Regions from separate parts of the Pungitius pungitius genome. Here region 1 is linked to region 2. The links are chromatin contacts, called in public Hi-C maps. All regions are on one chromosome and are shown on one strand. The core of a region is the stretch at or near the end of the contact, and the rest is flanking DNA. Distances in the headings are between cores, read along the strand shown. Region 1 holds the start of c1h1orf127 (chromosome 1 C1orf127 homolog). Region 2 holds the start of dffa (DNA fragmentation factor, alpha polypeptide).

The links. A called contact is a pair of places that touch in the nucleus more often than the background predicts.
Region 1: a contact with region 2 is called in a Hi-C map of muscle, with 4 times the contacts expected there. The contact joins the promoter of c1h1orf127 here to the promoter of dffa in region 2. A contact is called at or near these places in 2 of 2 Hi-C or Micro-C datasets (both in muscle).

The regions. Positions count from the first base shown.
Region 1 is chr1:28,122,222-28,126,705 of fPunPun2.1, reverse strand. It overlaps c1h1orf127 (chromosome 1 C1orf127 homolog), which reads left to right and starts at 1,876. Exons shown (of 11, transcript XM_037479601.2): 1 at 1,876-2,507; 2 at 2,584-2,669; 3 at 2,766-2,867; 4 at 2,951-3,075; 5 at 3,183-3,326; 6 at 3,410-3,448; 7 at 3,591-3,728; 8 at 3,819-3,903; 9 at 4,359-4,484. The coding sequence starts at 2,470. tardbpa (TAR DNA binding protein a) reads right to left here and starts at 1,604. Exons shown (of 5, transcript XM_037479094.2): 1 at 828-1,604; 2 at 275-438; 3 at 42-182. The coding sequence starts at 1,068.
Region 2 is chr1:27,874,621-27,879,240 of fPunPun2.1, reverse strand. It overlaps dffa (DNA fragmentation factor, alpha polypeptide), which reads left to right and starts at 1,629. Exons shown (of 6, transcript XM_062564107.1): 1 at 1,629-2,179; 2 at 2,963-3,121; 3 at 3,208-3,362; 4 at 4,056-4,260. The coding sequence starts at 2,086. pex14 (peroxisomal biogenesis factor 14) reads right to left here and starts at 828. Exons shown (of 9, transcript XM_037479166.2): 1 at 682-828. The coding sequence starts at 717.

The sequences.
Region 1 (4,484 bases), core at 627-3,126, 250 kb before region 2:
TGAATGGTTCTACTGAAGCGCTGAAATGGTTCCCAAATTACCTTTGAGTTGGGAAGTTTGCAGTCACACCATCGTCCATCAATCATGTGTCTCTGAGCAATCACTTTGGTTTGTGTCTCGTACTCAGTGAATCTGACAAACCCAAACCCTTTGGAGTTGCCAGTTTTTAAATCTCTCTTGACCTGGAGTGAACGGAGGGCAGGCAAGCTTGATCACAACTTGTAAATCTGAATAATAAGAGTCACATATTCAGATCAAGACACGACGTCCACACCTGCACCATGATGACCTCCCCAAAGGTGGTGAAATAATCTTTCAGGTCTTGTTCCGACGTTTTCCACGGCAGCCCCAGGACGATGAGATCCGACGTCTTCTGAAAGCCTCTTTTCACTTTCACAGCCGAGGCCGCATCTATCTCTTCCATCTTTCTTTTATTATCTGGGGAGAATGGAGGGGCAGGTGTGAGTCACATCAGGAAAACTACTTTATTTTGTTACAAGGCCACCGTCCACAGACTGCTGGTGTAATAATGAGATGAAGATAAACTCTGTCTGGTTGCGGCAGCACCCAAGATATAAAAAAAACGTGACAACAAGTAAGACAGCACCTCAACATTAGCTCCTACATCTGGCTGAGTCTTACTCCAAACCCGTGCTCACTGAGGTCTGCTTTAATCAACACTGTTCTGTGGAAACTGTGTGCAGGGAAAATGGAGCATTAAACATTAACTGGAAGTAATGGACAAGATCAAAAGGGGCTAAAACGACCGCGGTCTAACGCAACAAACCCTGCAGAGGCGCGGGAAGTCATTGAGACCAACATCTCACCTTTAGGGTAATTGACGACATAGACCAAGTTTCCCCAGTCGTTCTCGGGGGCATGAAGGACACCCTCCACCAGCCGGACCCCCCTCATGCACTGGGACTCCGGGTTCCTGTAGCGCAGCCCGCACGCCCCTGGAAACTGTGCCGCTACCGATGAAAGCAATATAGTACCATCATCCTCCGAAGGGATCTCCATGGGCTCTTCGCTTTCATCCTCGGCCACACGAATGTACAACTCCGACATGGTCTCTAAATGGTCGCGCGCCGGTCCAAGTGGAAGCAGCCGATGGGAGTTAAAAGTTGAAACAACGTAACGATGCACGCGAGTTTGTAGCGTCGATCGTCGATGAAGTTTCACGTCACGTCAGTCAACTGGGCGACGCAACCGAGCTATAGCGGTAGTCAAAGGAGCACACAAACTATGTGGAACCCAAACACTCACTCAATAACCCTTCAACACTCACTAGCTTTCTTCTCCGTTTGTAGCACGCGTAAACACGTTAGTCAGCTAGCTAGCTAACAAGCTAGCGAACCCAAGACGGCTTGAAAAATGAATGACCATTCAATTTCACGCACTGTTCACCGTTAACAAACACACGAGTCCTGATTCAGTCTGCGGGTCTGTAGCTAAACACTGCACGCTTACACCAATATCGACAAATGATCGTGTTCGTTCTGATTTACGCACAAAATCGTAAAGAACACATATATTGCAGCAGTACGCGCGCGGCTAACCTCTATAACCTCAAGCTAGCTAACAAAATGGCTGCGCACTTTGTAGAAATGACATCATCCAGATGGAAGAGTACACTTTTGAGTTTTTGTGGGCATTTGAACATTTCAAACTATAAACATTAAGTAAATCATTTGAGGTCAGGTCACTAGAACCTAGCTAACTGTTTGCAGACTTATCTCTTACGTTATTTTTTAACTCCATTAATCTTGTCGTGTTGTATAACTTTCAATGGGAACATTTTAAAACCCATGGCCTACCCTTTAAATTCATATATAAATACATTTTCCCACAGTCCAAACAAAAGGTGCGCACCATGCGCACGGGAATATTATATCAAAAGCAATTGCATTTAATACCATATCATCGTGAGAAATTGTTCTTCAACCGAAGTATAATAATTTAACCCATATTCAGGGATACTTGGTTGACATTATTTACATTTGTACAATTCTGTGCCGCCAAACATAACCACAGGATTACAGCAGCAAAGGTTAGAGTGCTACATTGTTGAACATTGCTCAAACCCACAGAATCACAGATTTTGTCAAAAACCAAATGTCAGGATAAAGGGTACAAAGTCTAAAATAGTGTAAGATAAATAGGATATTTGTATTTTATGGAATGGTCAAAGAACACATACTTGAAAAAAAAAATGAATGGACATGTGGCCTACCATTATTTACTTTATCCATAATAGATGACCACTAAAAAAGAGGTGTGTCAACTGCCTCAAATCCCACTGTTCACACATCTGGGGCACAATGATCATTTCAACTTGAAAGTGTCAAAGCAAACACACCTGTGTTTATTCCCACTTCCCCGATTGAAGTCACATCCCCGAGTGACATCAGTCCACTTACCTACAAATAGGCTCGGGTCCGACTGCCCACATAAGTCAGTGGGAGTGACATGGATCAGAAAAGATTGGGCGTTCTACTTAGAATCATGTAAGTAGCATATTGTTGCACAAACATGAACTATTCACAATTTTCTAAATTAAAGTAGAATTTTACCTTTTTCTAGTGTATTACAATGTTTTGTCATGGGGAGCACACTTTCCATTCAGTCAACAGAATGGAGGATCCATACCCCAACTACAAGGTTGACAGGTAAATCATTTTTGCTGCAATGATTTTTAATGTTTTTCTGACATCTCTTGAAATGTGGTTGTTATTTTAGGAATGATTTTCCGTCTTTATTTTCAGAAGGAGATGTGGAATGCTTTTCTGAATACATGGAGATGTGGATACACAGTAGGAGGATTGAAGGATTGGGACTCTGGCTGTCTGGAGCCTTAAAGATCCAAGGTAATTCTTTCAAACAGTCAATGAAAACATGTTGACATGGATATGGCATGAACTCCCTTTGACTCTCGTTTTCTTTGGATAAGTAAACCTTGCTTCCTTGGACCACCTGAACCTCCAGCTGTCTGCCTGTGGATTCTCACTGCACAAATACCCCGACAACAACTTTATTTTTAGAGTCGGTTACTTGGGATGTTTCGTCCAAAAACAGGTTTGTACGGCGCATTTAGAAATGTCGTGTGCATATTCACAGACTCGGACAATTGACCGAGAGGGGCCTAGTAGTAAAATATCTTTGGCTGCATATTGACCTTTCAGAACAGCCATCATGTCCTAAAACTGAATTTGGCAAAGAGGATAAACCGATTTGGGGGAAGACCTTATAGTTTCACGATGAAGTGTCCCGTGGCTTCTGTACTACCAAGCAGAGAGCAGATCAAGTGTGACCCAGAGTCCATTCAGGTACCTGTTGATTTGAGTTGGTCATCTGTTACTTTTAACTGTTTTCATTTGAAAAATCGGATACGCTCTGTATGTGTCTGTAGGTGACCAGACAGGTTCCCTATGACAACTGGAACAACAAGGTAGTCGTTAAAACTAATCCCAGTGAACTCAGCCTTTAGAAATATGATTGCATTATACATGTAAACACGTATTTGTGCATGTGTTTGATGGGGAATCTGTGTGACTTTGGTATTCTGCGTGTGTGTGTTTTTTGCATCACAGTTGCATTGGTGGCTGTCGCTGAGCGATCACCTCATTGTAGCTCTGGAGGATGCAAGCCTGATCCAGATGAACATTGACATGAGCGGACCAGACATTACAGTTCAAGGCAGGAGAAGGGAGGTGTTGAGCCCTGTGGAAGTAAGAGACTATGCACAGCATCCTGCCACCTAGTGACCAATGGCAGCATTGCAACTAAATCTCCCTTCATTACTGTTATGTTGAACACAGGTATTGGGAAATGAAGGGGAATTCCTGGCCTTGAAGCTGGTTAGTGGCCAGTATGCCTATAGCATGGAAGCTACTTGTCCCAAAGGTGGGTAGCAACATAGAATCAGACTCGGAAGTTATTGTTTTTTTCCACACCACAAACTGTAACATGTTTCTACAAATCACTACTAACTTAGTACTAAGATTCTTTACTTAGGTAAAACCTGCCCTAACATGATTTAAAGTAAAGTAGTGTCACTTCAAACTATAAAGTTGAGTACAAATATAGCGTTTCCCAAAAAAGAGTGGTGGGGCGAGGGAGAACTTACATTATCTATGAGTGTTGGAAAAAATAAAAAAGTCAGTGAAGTGAAAAATGGTGCATTATTTATAAGTTCACAGTGGCCCAAACTACAGACTGCTCTTTTAAAAGGGGATAGGCACAAAATGGTTTGTTTATTACGCAACTAACTTATGAATAAATTCTGTGGAGTAAATAAATACAATATTTACATGTAAAAGTATTCAAGTACCAATCTGACATTGTATCCCTGATCTCAGTGACCGCGTTCACGCCGGAGGAGACTGAGCTGCACATTTTCAAACGGCGTATGGGTTTGACAAAGCGAGGCAGTCGTGACAACGAAGCACTAACAGTCAGCGATGTGTCGGTGAACCAGACAGACA
Region 2 (4,620 bases), core at 380-2,879:
CTCCCTCCTGCTTCATCGGTCTCTGGGTTAAGACAACATAAAATCTACCTTTAAATTATGGTTTAGAAACAAGCACATTTAAATCGCGTTAACTCTTGCACGCATTGACTCTGATTCTAATCTATTTAGTGGGAATAAATAAATTGCAAATGTGCGAAAGGTTTAGAACAAGCCGTCTCTGGCTACACGTGGGAGGCAAAACTAAAAAACCTGTTTATCCGAAATGATCAATGCGTGTCAAATAAAACCTAAGAGCAGAGTAAAATCTACCGGACTCGTTTGACTGACAGTGACCTTTGCACAACGTGTCATTGACTGAGAGAAGACTTCTTGTTTGATTGGAAGGACGTGCATTTGGTCACGGTAAAGAGCTGGCCGAGACAGAGGTTAGCAAGCCACGCAACTTTCGGCTGCATGTGATGCAGCAGAAGAAAGGCAGCTCGTCCCTTCGTGTCGAGCAACAGAGCCTGAGGGGCAACTTTTGAAGCGTTGCGGGAGCTAACGTTAGCTAGCGTGCTAACTAGCAAGCGATGCTAACTTGCTAGTTGCTAACGGAGGCGTTAAAAACGTAACAATAAAAAAAGTGGAGGTATCGAAGGGTGACGACATCTAAACGCAGTGTGAGTGTCCACTGCCGTGTGTGGACATCGAGGTTAACGTTTTAGTTGCGTAGTTTTAGACCTGTGTAGGAGGATCAGGTTGCTCGGTGGATGCCATCTTTCCCCTTCGCTCGATTGCTCACAGGACGGGCTGATCGACTGAGCCACGTTCGATTGCTTTTCCTAAAGGCTATCAATGATCCATTTTCCTCACAAAACCAGTAACTCCATTCAGAAAACAGCGCAGTTAACTTAAAAGCTCACACAACACTTTATTAGAAGCCTCTTTTGTTTACAAGCAAGTAATATATCACGCAAATTAATATATGTATTGTTGATAATAATGGTTATTATTATAAACTAATCAGACCCCAAATTCATCTGTATTGGCCAATAACATGAAATAGAATAACACACAGATAAAAAACACAATTCTTGTCTTTGTAATTAGAACCAGGGCCACAAACAAAATTGCTTATTGTTTGAGGAGTTTGTGGGCTTTTGTGGTGCATTTTCTTACTGAAATTGATGTTAACGACAGAAGAAATAAAAACAGTGATCATCCTTGAAGTCTGGTTGGATTTCGGGGGCCTAAAGCAGTTGCCACTATGTGCGTTTTTTTAATCCGGTCGGGCCTCGCAGTCTGACTACCACAAGAGAATCTGGTCATCAAGGACGTATGACTGAGACATCCCTAAAAGCTGTAATATAAATGGAACATTAATCTTCATAACCTGCACCAAGAGGCACATTAAAATAATTAGCTACTGTGATCATTATGTCTTGTGGAAAGACAATGCTGTCCATATATTTCCCGAGAGAAGTTGACACACACATTTCAAGACTACATTGAAGACAGACGCTGTGACTAAAACTGACTTTGTATTCATTATATGGTGCATTAAATTTACTGTCCGAGTTTTTGATAATGCTTTTAATCTCTGTGTGGTAAAACTCATTGGAATGACATCAAAGCCTTAAGACTATGTGGAGCTTTGATGAAAAATATCCAAAAATACAGGTTATCCAGCCGCTGTTCCAAGTAATAGAGCAGAGATATGCAAACATAGGTGTGTAGACCGTTGAGTTGATGCTATCTGTATGGGTTGAACAAACAAATCTAACAAAACAAAATTCTAGTGAATAAGGCTTTTATCATAATCAGGTGCGTCCAGTAATTGCCATTATCTGGGCTTTCAAAATGATGGCAACACATCCAGGTAATAAAACAAGGGAGAAACGATGAAACAAAAAGAGTAGACTGGAGTAAAATAAAAAGGAAGCCGACAAGCCGAAGACTGCATAAGGCAAGTCACGCCAGCAGGTGGCAGTACGGCGAGATTACGATCAAACTCAAAGAAGAAGAAGAAGAAGCAGAAGACGCGGCGGCGCTTCCGCGTTCAAGCGTCTCGACGAGAGCTACAGTCTCGGTATCTGACAGTGTAAAGTTAAGAGAAAATAAAAAATACTCCACATCAGGCCAAGAATGACGGACAGGAAACCGTGTAAGGTGTGCAACTTCACACGACAGAAGTCCTACGGAGTGGCGGTCCCCTCCTTGGAGGAGCTGAAGCTGAAAGGTAAGTTGTGTTATGACAACTTTAGTGTAATTGTATGGCTTTCCTTTTGAAAATAAACCGTATTAAATGAGCTGTGCCATATGTATAAATTACACGATACATCTTTAAAACTGCTGGTGTATTTAGTGATCATCTCTGACGGTTTGGGTTAGCATTAAAAAACATTTATACTGCGAAACGTAAATGTCATGGAGAGCGATCGTCTTCATCTCCGTGGTCCGTTCCCATCAACGCTGCACGTAGGGTTTCAAACTCAACACTTTAAACTTATCTGCGGCGATCACGGAAGAGCTGAGCAGAGCAGACATTTCCATCGTGTTCAAACTCGCAAGAGCTTAACGCGAAGAGTCAGGGCAGGACTCTCCATACCGAGCGTGTCAGCACAGCAGGCGGTGGCACGATACCCGCACGCTTCAACGTCTCCATTTACCACGCTTCAATGTCTCCATTTACCACGCTTCAATGTCTCCATTTACCACGCTTCAATGTCTCCTGACGCTACCAGAGGCACATCCACCAGGCACAATCTAGGTGTCTCCATCAAAACAGGATACAGATACTTTTAACGAGGCACACCTGAGGTAAGGTTGACAGAGGTGATCGCTTGCAACGCATGAGTTGTTCACCAAACTCTTTGGTATTTGCAGGAATGACCGGGTGGTGCGAGGGTTGTAAGGTCCGGATTATTTAGCTTGAATACGACTTTGGGATAGTGCTGATTGTTGATATGAAGAATGTTCCACCTCTGTGTAAAAATCTGTCATTTCTGTGTTCTTCCCACAGGGAGTGAGTTTCTCGGGTTCAGTTCTGGTCAGCCTGTCACAGTGGTCCTGGATAATGATGGGACTATAGTAGAAGATCAAGCCTACTTTTTGTGTCTACCTTCAGACACAAAGTTTATGTTGTTGCATGAAAGAGAGACATGGTCACCAGTTCGCAGGGGTAAGACGGTTTGTATGCAGTCCATTTCTTATTTCAAGATGAACTCCCCTGTCCAAGTTCAGGCGGTGATTTGCTTTTCATTGTAGTGGATGGCGGCACGGCCTGGATGGCTAGGGACTCTATGTTGTTGGAGGCGGATACCGTGGACAGCTCCAGTGCTGCCGCACCCTGGCTGGACCTGGCTCGGCAGCTGAAGCAGGACCTTGCCAGCATCATCCTCATGTCTGACGAAGACTTACAGGTACCACTATCTTTTTGGTAATGGTGCTTGGCTTTTAATCCCATGCAATGATGTCTTTACATGTGTGCCTTCAAGGTGTGACATGTACAAAACCAGAAAGACAATTATGTTGGGTTAATGCAAGCGGTATAAAGCAAGTGTAAGCAAAGAGGCCAGGCGTAACAATGGTGCTTTAGTTACTGCTGGAATTATCAACTGCTAACTTTTTAGGTAGCATACGACAAATCAAAACCCATCAAGGCCTATGGCCATTGACAAAGCTGCCACGTTGCAGGCATTTAAGGCGAACCTCTTCCTCACAGCCCATATTCCAGATCCTCCACCACCAAGCCAATTTATACTATGGACCTAAGCCAATGTCACAGAATGTTAAAGGTCACAGGTCTGCAAGACGAGAAAAACTCAAACACAAATACACGTACTAAAACGTGTGTTATGGGCAACTCAAAGAGCCACTACAGAGCCATAACAAGACTTTCTAGCTAAATATTCTCAACCATGGTCTCTGGTGAGATATATCTGTGATGGCTGCTTATACCAGAACATAAAGGCACAAAAAAGCTCTAGAATCCAGAACCACGCTCCAAAGAGACGTCTTCACCAATTTTACCTGCCAGTTTGTTTTTTTCTTTGTGAAGCACCACATAGAGACGCTGTAGTTTTCTAAAGGCTTTGTGCCACCTGCTGTTCCAGACACTAGTGGATGCTCCGAGCACGGAGCTGGCCTCCGCTGTGGGCTTCCAAGAGAAGAAGGCCGAGGAACTGCAAGAGACACTGCAGCAGGTTCTGGACCGACGGGAGGAGGAGAGGCAGTCTAAGGAGTTGCTCCAGCTCTACCTGAAAGCTGTGGAGAAAGAGGGCGGACAGCAGGCAGACCAAAGCAAGCCCGGACAGGAAAGTACGAATATGTTCTTGTGTGGTTCTTTTCGTTTTTACAATTTGGAGATTGTTCTAAATATTAGACATTTCCTTCTTCTACCCTGATTTTTCAGTTGTTTTTACACTTTATTGCGTATTTTGGAGGGGTATTTGTGTGCATTACGTGTATGAATGTCTACATAGGACCTTTGCTCTGATCAGTCACCATGAGTTCGACGTCCAGCCCAAATAATCAATAATAACCTTTCCCCTTGACATCCATGGTCACATTCTTTACTGTTTGTATTTGCATTGAAGCAAAAAGCATGTCGTCATGACAAAATAATCAATACAATAAAAAACAACTATAGGTATTTTTCTTAACATGTTGTTTTTCTTG